Regions from separate parts of the Zea mays genome. Here region 2 is linked to region 1. Evidence: chromatin contacts called from public Hi-C data. All regions are on one chromosome and are shown on one strand. The core of a region is the stretch at or near the end of the contact, and the rest is flanking DNA. Distances in the headings are between cores, read along the strand shown.

Region 1 (3,901 bases), core at 1,021-3,520:
TGCATTTTCCTTCTCAGATTTCAATTCTAGTTCAATGTTTAACAAAAGAATCTTTGGATTAAGGAACTTCTTTGGTTGTTGCTCAAATCCTGCATATGAAAACGTCTTCTTGAACGCAACACCATTCACCAAAAAAGAGTCTCTCATGGTACCTCCAGGAACCTAAGATACATCATACTATCAGATATTAATGTCTTATCATGAAAAATCAAATAAATATTATATTATGTGGCACGCCAAGTATGTAAAGCCTGTGATTAAGGGGCACAGAGCTATTAAAAAATAATGGCAATCAATGCTGGGTTCATCACTGAATTTGTAATATATACCCTAGCATAGTTTTCCCCTTAAATGAATCCCTTTCGTTCTGCATAATAAAATCATTGTTTTATGGATCAATCCATAGAGCCTGGTGGAACAAAATCAATAACTAAATGGCTACCTTGTTATCTTTGAGCAAAAATGGTTATCTTAGGTATGTTGTTCTACAGCTTAAAACATTAGAATGGTACAACCCTTCTAGATGAAAATATTTGTTTACTTGATTGCCTAGTAACCAATCCTTAATATATCAGTTCTGAAGCCAAAATGATATCAAGAGCAACATCTTGAAAGTGAACATTGCAACAATCACCTTTTTAATCCCAATAAGATTAAGCCTGTCATCATTGCCAATGGCAAGGACAGCATCCACAACCATAGAAGCAAAGAATTCTTTTTCACCACCTATAAGTTTTGAAGAGAGTGTTGTAGCAGCGCACTTGGCTAGCAGTGATTTCTTCTCTTCAAGGCTTTTTCCTTCTATGCTAACTGCCAGCTCTTTAACCCTTTGGATTGCCTGATAGAAATTCATGTTAATGAATAATCAACTTTGCAAAATAGCTGCAGAGAATCAAAAGGTCGCCTGTTCAAAAAGGATATGGTGGTTACAGACCATATTGCCTGCAGTTCTATAACTGCGAATTAGACTGTGGGGGTGCACCCCGTCCTCGATATAAGGTTTTGCTTCCTTTAAGAATTCTGCAGCTAGAAGCACCACAGTAGTTGTCCCATCGCCGACCTGAGCAAATAAGAAATTTAAGGTTGAGCTTAATATGCATGTCCAAGCTCTATAAACCAACAAACATAGGTACAGCAAAAAACAATGAAAGCCAAAACTGCAAGCAAATTATGCAACAGCGTCGCTTTATAAGAATAACACAGAACTAGATGTAAACTCAACTGTTGTGATACATAATATTTGATACATGCAAATAAAAACTGCAAGCAATACTAAAACAGAAAATAAGAAACTTCTGTGAATATCAAATGCATCAGTTTAGCGTAGGATTGCATGACTCAAAACGAAGCGACAGAAGAAAAAAAAAATAGGACAGATTTTAAGAACGTAAAAATACAATAGCATTTCATGGTACAAAAGCTCTACGGCACTATTGCATTGAGCCAAATGCCTGTAGATAACACTGGACACATCTTAGTCCAAACAGAAGAGATCAGTGGGTTGGCCAGCAATGGATTAGGCCTGTCATCATTCCCGCTGTTCAAATTGCAATTCCTTGGCTTACACCTCAACTGCACAACCCATCCATGGCTAAACTATGTATCTGTGAGTAATTCCACCAAAATCGTGTGCCCATCACGCCTTAACAACCCGATTCCACTTCACTCAGATTAAACGTGACGAAATGGTTTAGGATTAACAGGTTAGTGTTCTTGTTTTCTTAACTGTCTGCCCCAAGTGGCAACTACCATAGCCAAAGTAATGCGTGGAATAGATCGCAATGAGGCAGGTTTCCACAGCTACAGGCAAAGATTTGTAGCTAGATGGTTACCTCGGAGTCCTGCGACTTGGCGATGTCGACAAGGATCTTGGCGGCGGGGTGCACGATGTCGAGGAGGCGCATGATGGTGGCGCCGTCGTTGGAGATGGTGACTCCGCCCTTGTCGTCGTGGATGAGCTTGTCCATCCCCCGAGGCCCCAGCGTGGTCCGCACGGTGTCGCCCACCGCCGTGCACGCGTTGATATTGCTCACCACCTGAGCGCGCCCCTGCGACGTGTCCGTGCCCTCCTTGAGCAGGATGATCTGCGGTTGCTGCGAATCACGAATAGCGCCGCCATCAGACCAGCGAATCAGAGCTTGCGTGCGAGAGCCAAGGTGCCAGCGGATTCGGGTAAGGGCTCCGTGGAGATGGCGCTTACCATCATCGCCGACATGGTTGGGGGCTGGGCGGAGCTAGGGTTTGATGTGCTAGGGAGTGGCCGAGTGGAAGAGATCTGGGAGCAGGAGGGACAAGCTAGGGTTTTGAGGTTGCGGTCTAAAAGGAAAAAAACCTGGCGTCCGTCTGCTGCTGCGCCACAAGCCCACAACACTCTTGTGATAGCTTGTAGAATGGTAGTCTCGAGTCTGACTGGTGCCGGCCCGGTGGGCTCTCGTCACAGATTCTACTGTTCGAGCTCTCTCTGTTTTTACGTGTGTTGACTATCACGAGTATTAAATATAATTTAATTATAAATTTTATTATATAGATATAAACTAAACGATGATACAAATTTATATACCTAATTAATATATAATTAGCAAATGTTCATATGGTTGAATCATAAATTAATTAAGTTTAATGTATTCGTCTTATCGTTCAATTCTCATCTATATAATTAATTTTATAACTAAACTATATTAATATTTTTAACTAGCATCCAAACGTCCAATATGGTAGGTGTTAGCGCCGCAATCATTGTGATGAGTATCGGCGGCACGGACGGTCCGTGACTGAGGGTCGGACGGTCCGCAACCTGGCTCAAGAGCTAGGGTTTCTGCCTAACGAGTCGGACGGTCCGCGTATGCGCAGATGCGATGAGTTTGCCAACAACACCTGGATCTCGCTCACGGGAAGGACACCGTCAGGGAGAAGAGATCCTAGGGTTTGTCTTGGGATCGATAGGCCATCCAAGACGCCTCTAAACGACGTAGAGCCGAAGAGATGTGAAGATTAGACATAGGAAAATATGTTATTGTCTACTCTCCCTTCAAATATATAAGGGGGTCTAGACCCGTTTCTAGCGTTCTCCAACATCTCCTGCGGGTTTAAAGGGCTAAACACGCGAGGAGATAGGAGTTTTAACCGCCTGATTCAATCTATTCGTGGACCGTCTGAGCCTAAGGGCCTGAACCGTTCGGTCGTGTCCAGTGCCACAAATGGTGCTCAATAGCAGGGACTAAAGTTTAGTAGAAGGAACGAACAGGGCCTTATTCCCCGTGGATGGTGTGTACCGCAAAGCTTGCAAAGGCATCCTAAAATGTTAGGTAGTGTTTGGTTCCATGTTCTATTGGGACGGAGCGACTCTATTCCAGATTCTAAAGATAGAACTATTATGTTCTATGTTTGGCAGCTAGAACGATGCCACCCTATGTTTTTGGTTTGGTTATAGAGTGAAGCAGAACGAGCGGCTCCCTTTTATGTTTGGTTCCAGAGTGAAGTGAAAGGGAAATAGGTTCAAATCTTTTCCTAAATGATTTTGGTGGTTCAAATGCCCAACACAAATAATTGGACTAACTAGTTTGCTCTAGATTATATGTTCTACAGGTGCTAAAGGTTCAACACAAACCAATAAAAAGATCTAAATTAGGGTTCAAAAAGAAAGGAGCAAAAGAAACCGAAGAGAACCCTGGTCTAGCGCACCGGACTGTCCGATGCCCCAGGGACCGTACAGGCTGAACTCTTCACCTTCGGGTTTCTCAGGCGCTGCTCCACTATAATTCACCGGACTGTCCGGTGTGCCAACGGAGCAACAGCTATCATCGCAACGGTCGTCTGCAAAAGCGTGAACAGTGCGTGAACAGTGCACGCAGAAGTCAGAGCAGGCGCTAGAGGCGCACCGGACACTGAACAGTAGCTGTCC
Region 2 (4,301 bases), core at 1,501-4,000, 210 kb after region 1:
TTGTAACGGAATCCCATCAGAGGGAGGCATCGAGCCCTCGGACCCCGTTGCCAGGGGACCGGGTCCGGCAGATCACCCGCAGGTACTTTTGGGCGTGCCTCTGGGCCCATAGCCGACCCCTAACGAACGGGGCACGGACGTCCACTCGGATTACCCGCTTGCAGCTCACCGGAGACACCATGTTCGGCGCCCATCGAGGGTAACATGGCGCTTTCCCCCCCTCCTCCTTGCGGAAAGGCGACGCAGGGGCGTATGCAAAAAGCCGAGTCTGTCCCTGATCGCCCTCTCGCCCTGTGCAGAGGCTCGGGGGCTGCTCTCGCAAACCCGGCTCCGGTTGAACCGTTGACAGCGTCAACATACCAGCCCGAGAACTTGGGCCCCGACCGTACACCCGGGCTACGGCCAGTTCGTATGAGGGAACAACCAGACCAGCCGAAGCATTACGCGAGGCATTAAGACCTCGAAGGAGTGAAACCACTCCTCCGAGGCCTCGGGGGCTACACCCGGCGGGTGCGCTCGCGCGCACCCACCGGAACAAAATGCAACCGAGAAAGGCTGGTCCCCTTGCAAAAAAGTGCGACGAAAGCCTCCAAGCGAGTGCTAACACTCCCTTTGAGGCTCGGGGGCTACTGTCGGGGACCATAATTAGGGGTACCCTCAAGACTCCTAATTCTCAGCTGGTAACCCCCATCAGCATAAAGCTGCAAAGGCCTGATGGGTGCGATTAAGTCAGGGATCAGTCCATTCGAGCGACTCGATCGTGCCTCGCCCGAGCCTAGCCTCGAACAAGGGCAGCCGACCCCGAAGGATTTCCGTCTCGCCCGAGGCCCCCCTCCAACGGCGGACACATCTCCGGCTCGCCCGAGGCCCTGCCTTCGCTAAGAAGCAACCCTGACTAAATCGCCGCACCGACCGACCAAGTCGCAGGAGCATTTAACGCAAAGGTGACCTGACACCTTTGTCCGGACGCGCGCCCTCCGGCAGAGCCGAAGTGACCGCCGTCACTTCGCCGCTCCACTGACCGGCCTGACAGAAGGACAGCGCCGCCTGCGCCACTCCGACTGCAGTGCCACTTGACAGAGTGAGACTGACAGGCAGTCAGGCCCTGCCAAAGGCACCATAGGAAGCTCCGCCCGACCCAGGGCTCGGACTCGGGCTAGGTCCCGGAAGACGGCGAACTCCGCTCTGCCCGACCTAGGGCTCGGACTCGGGCTAGGTCCCGGAAGACGGCGAACTCCGCTCCGCCCGACCCAGGGCTCGGACTCGGGCTAGGTCCCGGAAGACGGCGAACTCCGCTCCGCCCGACCCAGGGCTCGGACTCGGGCTAAGTCCCGGAAGACGGCGAACTCCACTCCGCCCGACCCAGGGCTCGGACTCGGGCTCAGCCCCAGAAGACGACGAACTCCGCTTCGCCCGACCCCAGGGCTCGGACTCGGGCTCAGCCCCAGAAGACGACGAACTCCGCTTCGCCCGACCCCAGGGTTCGGACTCCGCCCTGGCCTCTGCCGAACGACCTCCGCCTCGCCCGACCAAGGGGTTCGGACTTGGCCTCGGCCATGGAAGACAGACTCGACCTCGGCTTCGGAGGAGCCTCCACGTCGCCCAACCTAGGGCGCAGGCCAGCCACGTCAACAGGAAGCGCCATCATCACCCTACCCCGAGCTGACGCGGGCCGCGGAGAACAAGACCGGTGTCCCATCTGGCTAGCTCCGCCAGATAGGCAATGATGGCGCCCCGCATGCTCTGTGACGACGGCGGCTCTCAGCTCTCTTACGGAAGCAGGAGGACGTCAGCAAGGACTCAACCGCTCCGACAGCTGTCCCTCCGCCAGGCTCCGTCGCTCCTCCGACGGCCACGACATCACACCAGCTGGGTGCCAAAATCTCTCCGGCTGCCACATCGGCATGTACTTAGGGCGCTAGCTCTCCCCCGCTAGACACGTAGCACTCTGCTACACCCCCATTGTACACCTGGATCCTCTCCTTACGCCTATAAAAGGAAGGACCAGGGCCCTCTTAGAGAGGGTTGGCCGCGCGGGGACGAGGACGGGACATGCGCTCTCTTGGGGCCGCTCGCTTCCCTCTCCCGCGTGGACGTTTGTAACCCCCTACTGCAAGCGCACCCGACCTGGGCGCAGGACGAACACGAAGGCCGCGGGATTCCCACCTCTCTCACGCCGGTCTCCGGCCGCCTCGCTCTTTTCCCCCCTTCGCGCTCGCCCACGCGCTCGACCCATCTGGGCTGGGGCACGCGGCGACACTCACTCGTCGGCCCGAGGGACCTCCGGTCTCGAAACGCCGACATATATGTATGTATATGCGGCCCCAACTGATAATTACTGAAAGATTTTAGTAATTATTGGTAACGACTAAGCGCTATTCAGTTATTAGTAGAAACTAATAAGTGTTTCTTTAGTAATTACCGTCTGAGCGACAAATATTGTTGCACAGTGTTGACTAACAATTTTTAGTCCTTGATCTGAAATTTATTTTTTAAAAAGAAAAATATATACACTGACTTTCGCCGAGAAACGCTGATTTTTACTAGAGAAATAAAAAATTTGGCCGAGTTTTTTTTTGAGAACTCAAACAATTCAAAATTCACCGGTTTTGGTCGTTACCGCTAATAAAAAAAGGAAAACGAGATGGTTAACCTGGGCTCAAAATCTCGGGCTCGGGTCGGCGGCAAGGCGGCAACGGTTACTGGAGTGGGCCCAAAATCTCTGTTGCGTCAGCGTGCGCCCGCCTCCCTGCCTGTGGTATGTGGAAGTGAAGTGTGGATAGACAGCGCGGCGAGACAAGCGAACCTCTGCGGCCCGCAGGCTCCAGCGCTCATCCACCTCTCATGGCCACCGCCACCGCTTCCCGCCTCGCCGTCCTCGCGCCGCGGCCGTCGCGCCCCGCACCGGGGCGCCGGCGACATGCTCCTGCTACCGGTCGTGGTCCTCCCCTCCCTCGCAGTCTCTACGCAGCGCCCCGCGGCCGCGTTCTCTGCCTCGCGGCCCCCGCGCCCGCTGCTGCCTCCACCACCGACGCCGGCCAGGACCGCCTCCAGAAGGTAGCCGCCTGCCCGTCGTTACTCGTTAGCGAGGCAGCGATTTATTTCATGTTGTATTATTTATAATCGTGTATGTATACATTGGTGATTTCCACTATTGCGTTGTGCCGGTGCTCATTAGCGTGTTATTTCGGCGCGTGTTTTGTCCTGCTAGGTGCCCATTTCGAATATCAGGAACTTCTGCATCATCGCGCACATTGACCATGGCAAGTCCACACTGGCGGATAAGCTGCTGGAGCTTACTGGCACGGTGCAGAAGAGGGAGATGAAGGAGCAGTTTCTGGATAACATGGACCTGGAGAGGGAGAGAGGGATCACCATAAAATTGCAGGTACCGATACACAAAGTTGTAACATGTGACCGGTCGGTTAATTAAGATCATTTAACATCTCTATGTTTATCAATGGGGCGAAACTCTTGAAATCAATAGTTGCTACACACGGACAATTTTCTTGTGTCTTTGCTAGTTTGGTCTGTCATTTGCTTGTACATAGCTCCTACTGGAGTTCTCCCATTGTATTATTCATTTTTGATGTATGATATGTTTACACATGTTCTAATAATTTGTTTTATAGGCAGCTCGGATGCGCTACGTCATGAATAATGAGCCTTACTGCCTGAATTTAATTGATACACCAGGGCATGTTGATTTCTCGTACGAGGTATGTAGTCGCTTGTTCATACCACTCTCAGACAGAGAAGTTTTACTGCTTCCAGGAGGCAATGATGATTGCTTCCCATTAATTGCTAATTGGAGATTTAATTCTTCTAAAATTTTGAGACCGTTTGGAGTGTATGTGGTTGTACTATGGTAATTTTTGTAGTCCTATTTTCAACACTGGGAGTCGATTTAAACATCTTTGGAACTACCTGATTGGATGCTAGGTTTCCCGCTCTCTAGCTGCCTGTGAGGGCGCACTTCTTGTTGTTGATGCTTCTCAGGTGCAATATATATTTCCTTACTGTAAGTTTCAATAGTTATATATCTGAAGATATTTGTCTTCTGCATGCCAATACACGGAATCTAGCAATGGTTTTGCTGGCTTCCAATATACATGTGCTGCAATGTGAAGGATGTATGATGGCTTTATGCAGGGTGTTGAAGCTCAGACGTTAGCGAATGTGTACCTTGCATTGGAAAACAACCTTGAAATCATACCGGTTTGTTCTACCACATTTCCTGTGCACAAACTATGGTTCCTATTCTCAGATTTTTACAATTGTTTTCATTTCATTGCAAAATC

The links. A called contact is a pair of places that touch in the nucleus more often than the background predicts.
Region 2: a Hi-C map of ear shows a contact between it and region 1, with 1.6 times the contacts expected there. The contact joins the promoter of LOC103654911 here to the promoter of LOC100272855 in region 1. A contact is called at or near these places in 2 of 25 Hi-C or Micro-C datasets (ear and tassel).

Annotation. Positions count from the first base shown.
Region 1 is chr4:245,632,289-245,636,189 of Zm-B73-REFERENCE-NAM-5.0, forward strand. It overlaps LOC100272855 (putative TCP-1/cpn60 chaperonin family protein), which reads right to left and starts at 2,271. Exons shown (of 14, transcript NM_001147308.1): 1 at 2,201-2,271; 2 at 1,833-2,093; 3 at 935-1,060; 4 at 635-838; 5 at 1-162. The coding sequence starts at 2,215.
Region 2 is chr4:245,845,829-245,850,129 of Zm-B73-REFERENCE-NAM-5.0, forward strand. LOC103654911 (translation factor GUF1 homolog, chloroplastic) reads left to right here and starts at 2,751. Exons shown (of 22, transcript XM_008681719.3): 1 at 2,751-3,057; 2 at 3,212-3,388; 3 at 3,633-3,719; 4 at 3,943-3,999; 5 at 4,153-4,218. The coding sequence starts at 2,845.